Regions from separate parts of the Oryzias latipes genome. Here region 2 is linked to region 1. A link is a contact called in public Hi-C data. All regions are on one chromosome and are shown on one strand. The core of a region is the stretch at or near the end of the contact, and the rest is flanking DNA. Distances in the headings are between cores, read along the strand shown. Region 1 holds the start of amt (aminomethyltransferase, mitochondrial). Region 2 holds the start of LOC101164888 (serine hydroxymethyltransferase, mitochondrial).

Region 1 (2,986 bases), core at 32-2,531:
AACATCGGACATATCCAGCAGTACAGTTTAAAACAGATGCCAGCTCGGACGAGGAAACGGAGACAGACATGGATCCAGTTGTCTGCAAGTGGATGCATCAAGCAGGGAGCTTATGGCCGCCCAGAATATTTTCTACTTAACAACTACAATTTTTCCAAACAGCTTTTTTTTTAAACTGCTCCTGATTTGATTTGAATGAAGAGATACGCAGAAATGCAGTTTTAATCTTAATTTTCTTTATATACTTCTTCCATCATTTAAAAAATAGAAGAACGTGTTTAAAAATGTCAGCAGAGGAGCTCCTGAAGGCAACACAGCCCACACAGCTTTTTAAACGTCATTCTTGTTTGCTTTCTTCGGCCATTGCAAAATAAACTAATCTAAAGAGGGGTTTCTGGTTAATTCAGATCCATAGAAGTCTGTAACATGTAATCACAGTTCCTGCCTGCAGTGGTGACCTTTGAACCTGCCGAGGAAGAGGAATTATTGAGCACAAACAACTGGAGCCGATAACGGTGAAGAGTCCGTCACTCCTGGTTTAACAGTTTTTGCAGCTCAGTGAAGTGGAGCAGCCAGAGGGAGGAGGGTCTTCTGGGACCCATGCACATTATATGTGCATGAACTCACGGCTTCCACACACTTTCCTGGGTCCGCTGACGCACAGAAAGACTGATTTATCAAGGCTGAAGCCTCACAGTCCCTATGATCAGTCGAAGAGATGGAAAAACAAAGGTCAAGCAAACTCTGACCTTGTTGTGGGAAGACACTTTGGGTGAAGCAAGGCCTCCTGCAGCCTGAAGCTCATCTGATTCAGTTCAATCTTCAACTAACGTTTAACTAACCTAGTTGGGCTTATTTTCAGGCAGTTATGTGACCTACTAAATCTGAAGTCAAATGCAAAAAACATCCACTGCAAAAGATGAACTGGAATTAAAAAGTGGATTTAAAAAACTGAATATATATCTGAACTTGACATGCAATTTATTCCACTTTAAGGGGGCTTTTCAACTGACGTCACAGACTCCAGAAGTGCTGTAAAAAGTGTGCAGATCCCGGTGCAAAGACTCCTCTTACCTCTGCACTGGAGGCCTGTCTCTGCTGCCTCTTCCCCGCGCATCCAGCTCCGGACGCGTGCAGCCAGCCGCTCCTGGACGCCCGCGGCATCGAACCCCCAACTGCGACCCCCAGCCGAGCCCACATCGTGCCTGAGGAGTAGCTGCGCGGCTCCTCACGAACTCACGGGCTTCACGGATCCCAAACGGGGAGGGACTTCCGCTGCTTTCTCAACTCTGTGGAGTGACGTCATACTGGAATTCCTCAGCTTCCCGGCAAAAACACAAAACAAGTGAGGCGTGATTTTAAAAAAAAGAGGGAGGGGGATAGTTGAAAGGACTTGTGGGAAATGCAGTTCATTTTCTGAAGTTTGCATGAACAGTTATGTGAAGTCCATATTTGATTTTTTAATAAATCCAAGTGCAAAAGAGGCGCTCATTTACAGACTATGCAAGAAGATTTGTTTAAATTAAAAGTTAAATAAATAATAATAATCATCATCATATTCACTGATATTTATTTTCTTCATGTTTAAAAGTGATGAAATCCCAGCTGTGTATCTGTGTATTTTTAAACAAGGTTTTACTCAATTGTAGTTCATTTCAGTTCTTTTTAAGAAAGAGACTTACAAAAATTTCAAAATTCCAAAACTGTGTCTGGTATTTTGATCAGATATCTCTAAAAGACGTGGGGAGTCTGGTTCTTCTTTAAAGAAGGAATATGCAAGATTAATGATCCAAACTTAAATGTTCTGTTCTGGGGAAGCTGTCCTGCTATTACTCATTTCTCCATTTAAATATCCCTCACTAACATAAATTCTAAAACAAAACGCAACACACAAGAATCACAACAAACATGTGTTATTGTGGGATCCTTAAACTGAAACAAGTACCAAAAGAAATGTGTGTGTGTATATATATATATATATATATATAGATATATAGATATATAGAGATAGAGATAGAGATAGAGATAGATAGATAGAGAGAGAGATCATCTTTCTATTCGATAATAAAAAGAGAAAAAAGAAAAAAAGACGAAGGTAAACCAAAAAGAAAATAAATATTTTATTAATTTATCCTATTTAAGACATAATGTCTTTTATTTTGAAAGGAACATGCATGCTGGTGTCAAAATTGAAAGAAGTTAAAATAGTTAAATATAGAAAAATAAAACATTGTTAACATTGAAAACATTGATAATTGTTACAACAATTATCGTAAGTTTTTTTTAAAAGCTGCATTTCATAAAAGAATGTCCTAATGTTCACAAAAACATTAAGTGTATCTTTCTAATTGTTGAGGTGTGACTTTTATTGGGTTTTGGTCAGTAAAAAACTAGACTAAATGGTTCTTTTAGCATCAGACCCTACAGACCATAAACTCTCACCACCCCCCACCCCCCCACCCCCGCCGTCAGACTGATGAACATTAGATAACCGTCTTTATGTATAACAAACTTATGTTTTGTGTATATATGCTACTTGTTTTTTGTGCTCTTTTCTTTCTCTTTAAAGCGTGTACAGTGATCCCTTGTTTTTCGCGGGGGTTACGTTCCAAATAGAACCCGTGATAAGCAAAACCCGTGAAGTAGAAACCTTTATTTTTTTTTACAATTATTATACAATGAAATTCACTATTATACATTGAAAAGAAAGAACAAACCATTTAACAGGCTAAATCAATTGTTTTTTTAAAGAATAAAAGTAATTAGAAACGTTTTTTCAACAAATAACTTCTGTAGTGTGCTGTCAAATAATAATTTCAATCATCGATAAGAACAGAAGGCTTTAAATTGCGGAGATTAGCCCCGCCCACCGCGACCCGAGTAGATTAAACGGAAGAAAATTTAAAATGATTATGAAAAAAATAAAAAAGTACAGTGGGACAGATGGTGACTCCGGTCTTCTTTTTCACTGCTCTTCATACTGAGC
Region 2 (2,939 bases), core at 340-2,839, 650 kb before region 1:
ACACATTGACAAAGGTTCTCAAAGTCCAAGCCATGATCTCAATTTCCACTAAAACATAGACCTAGCAAAATTTAGGAAAACTAAATTTACGAATTATTTAAAAAAATATCTAAATTATGTATTTTTACACTGTGGAGAATGTGCTGCACTACTGAACCCTATAGACAAAATAAAGCAGGTTCTTAAAGAAAACATAGCAGGACAAGTTGATGAATGGCTTCCATCTTACATAAAAGCAAACAGAAAATCAGTTAACTTCACACGAAGAATTATTTAATCACCATTTTAATTCTTTGTAAGGTCATGTTGAGTTTTTACAGTTATTTTTGTGTAAATCTTTTGTAATTTATGGTTTAAAATGTTTTTATTAATGGTTTTAAAGGTTAAATTTTCCTATAAGCAAATATCTTAAATGCATTTGAACCCTATTTATGTTATACAATAATCCACAATCAGCAGTGAAGATGTGTTGGAATGAATTCATTTAGTAAAGTAAGGATCTTATGAGCAACAGAATAAAAAAATAAAATAAAATAAACAACTTTAACACCAATACATCTGTTTGCCTAAAGTGAACATGCATAGAAGATTAAGAAATAGTTAGATCGTTCAAAAAGTACCTGCAATAAAACAAGAGTCAAAATGATTTTAATTAAATGTTTGACTTTTACAGTGACTTTGCAACAGCGATTGTCACCCAGATCGTGTCACTAAGGATTTAAAATAAATTAAAATATATATTTGTCTTTAATTTTATTCTTAATCAGTCAAATACCAGCCCAACAGCTGTCTTCAACTTTCCAACAACAAAAGGTAATTTTTCTGAAGTCAGGTTCACCGTCCTTAAATGTCCTCTGGAATGTTCGGAGTAAGAATTTTTGTCAAAGATGTTTTGTTGGAAAAGCCACATAAATTTAGAGTAAAGTAAAGTGCTGAAAGAATAAAAAGAATGCGGACACTTGAAATATGTTAGTTGGTGTGACATCTAAGTTTAACATTGTCTCTGAATCGTGTGATTCTTTGTTTAACTGGGTCCTGGTACTACTTATGGTAATTTGTAGGTTAAAAAAATTCCCTAAAAAGCCCAGTCTCCAGTTATCAGTAATTTCAGTTCCTGCAGAGAGCCCTTGTCATTTTGTCAGCATCCCTGTGGCTAAAGTCTGCAGGGACAGCAGGGATGGCTGTCAAACTGTGCCTGTCTCAAAGAGCTTTTGCCCAGGTAGATGAGTCATAATGGGGCCGGCCAGCTGGTAAAAATGAGCACAGAGGGAAGTAAAAGCTTCACCTCTCTGCGTGTGAATTACCTTCACAGTGCTTTGCTGTTTCTGGTTACAATTAGTCTAAAACAAATTTAAGCTGTTGTCTGGGCATTCACTGTTTAACTGAAGTTGTGCCGAGGTAATGTTTCTTTTTATTTTTCCTTATACAATGTATGTGTGCCTATGTTTGCACATGCATGCATTCATGTGCATGTGAAGAGGAGAGAAAGGAAACAAGAAAGAAGCTGCAGAAGGGAGACTCAGTGGGAGGGAAGGGGAGAGATGAGCTGGGGATTCACTTCAAGTCTTGAAGATTTGTGAAGCTCCTTCTGCAGAGCAGTGAGAGTCAGGTTTAACAAAGTCAAGTCTTCTGGGGGAAAACTGGCTCTAGATGGAGAAACGGCGTTCGAAAATGAGATTTCTTTGTCAGAACTTTCTTATCACCTGTCTGTGGCTTCTTCCCTTTGCGGTGAGTCTGGTCTCCTCCTGAGTTTGTGCTCTTTATTTACAGCATCATTATGAGCTGTACTGAAGTGATAACAGCAGGAACTTCAGTATTCTGCTCACAAGTGCAATCTGTATACTGTACACTAAATCAATTTATAACAAACAATATATATATAAACAGTCTTTGGTACAATCGCTGCTTCTTTAACTGTCATTACATGTTTAATTGTTCCCAAATTTGCCAAACAATGCCAGTTTAAAAGATAGTAAATAACTCAACTGAAATGGATTTTACATAATTACCGAGGTGTTACATCAAGCTGCTACGCTACCAAAGCGTTGCATTTCTTATTGCATTTTAATTTCTGTTATATTTTTTTTAAATTGATTTTTTTTCTTTATTTGTCTCTGCAAGTGCTTTCTCACATTTGTTGCATCCACTCCTCCGCTCAGTCGCATTCACCGCGCTGGCATCTTGACACACCAGTGACACGACTGTCACATTGTGAGCTCCAATTAGGGAAGGTGAGAACAGCAGTAGTTCAAGGTTTAAAGATTGCAACAATATCATCTGCAGCTCCTCCAGCAGTAAGAGAAGCGCAGGATTGATGCACAGGGATGGTGAGGTTAGGGGCTAATGGAAAAAAAAAACAATTATCACAGTATAGCAGCCTTATTATTTTGTGTAGATGTCTTTTTTACATCATTTTATGCCATGAAAATGGGAAAAAAAAACCTGAACATTTATCACACTGCCACTACAGTTAGACTTAAATATAATTTAATGACAAATGAAATGAAATCGAAATGCATCTGTTCTTTAATCACAAAATAACAACGCTAAATCTGCAGTGAATCTCTTCCCCAATTAACATTAAGTATTACTTTAAAGACATTTCTAAATGTCTGCAAATGACTGCAAAACGGTTTAGTTGACATACAGCAGAAAGATAATGCTTCTTTTATATTGTTTGTAATAAAACCTCTTAGCTATAGGGTGGCTAAGTATGCAAACAAGAACTTGTGCAGTGGTTGACAAGATCAGGAAATGATTAAGTCCCGATATCTACAACAGTTTGATTGATCAGTCTGTTTCCGCAATTCTGCATGAGCGGTTAACAAATGTTTGACTCTTCCTCTCAAGGAGGACTAAATTAAATACCAAAAATCATACACAAATGGAAGAAAACACATGAACAAATTTGCAACGATTTGCATAGACTTTTGTTGAAA

What was found. A called contact is a pair of places that touch in the nucleus more often than the background predicts.
Region 2: a Hi-C map of gastrula embryo shows a contact between it and region 1, with 2.9 times the contacts expected there. The contact joins the promoter of LOC101164888 here to the promoter of amt in region 1. A contact is called at or near these places in 3 of 5 Hi-C or Micro-C datasets (embryo and gastrula embryo).

The regions. Positions count from the first base shown.
Region 1 is chr7:6,893,853-6,896,838 of ASM223467v1, reverse strand. amt (aminomethyltransferase, mitochondrial) reads right to left here and starts at 1,281. Exons shown (of 9, transcript XM_023956438.1): 1 at 1,075-1,281. The coding sequence starts at 1,200.
Region 2 is chr7:7,543,085-7,546,023 of ASM223467v1, reverse strand. It overlaps LOC101164888 (serine hydroxymethyltransferase, mitochondrial), which reads left to right and starts at 1,589. Exons shown (of 13, transcript XM_004070347.4): 1 at 1,589-1,728.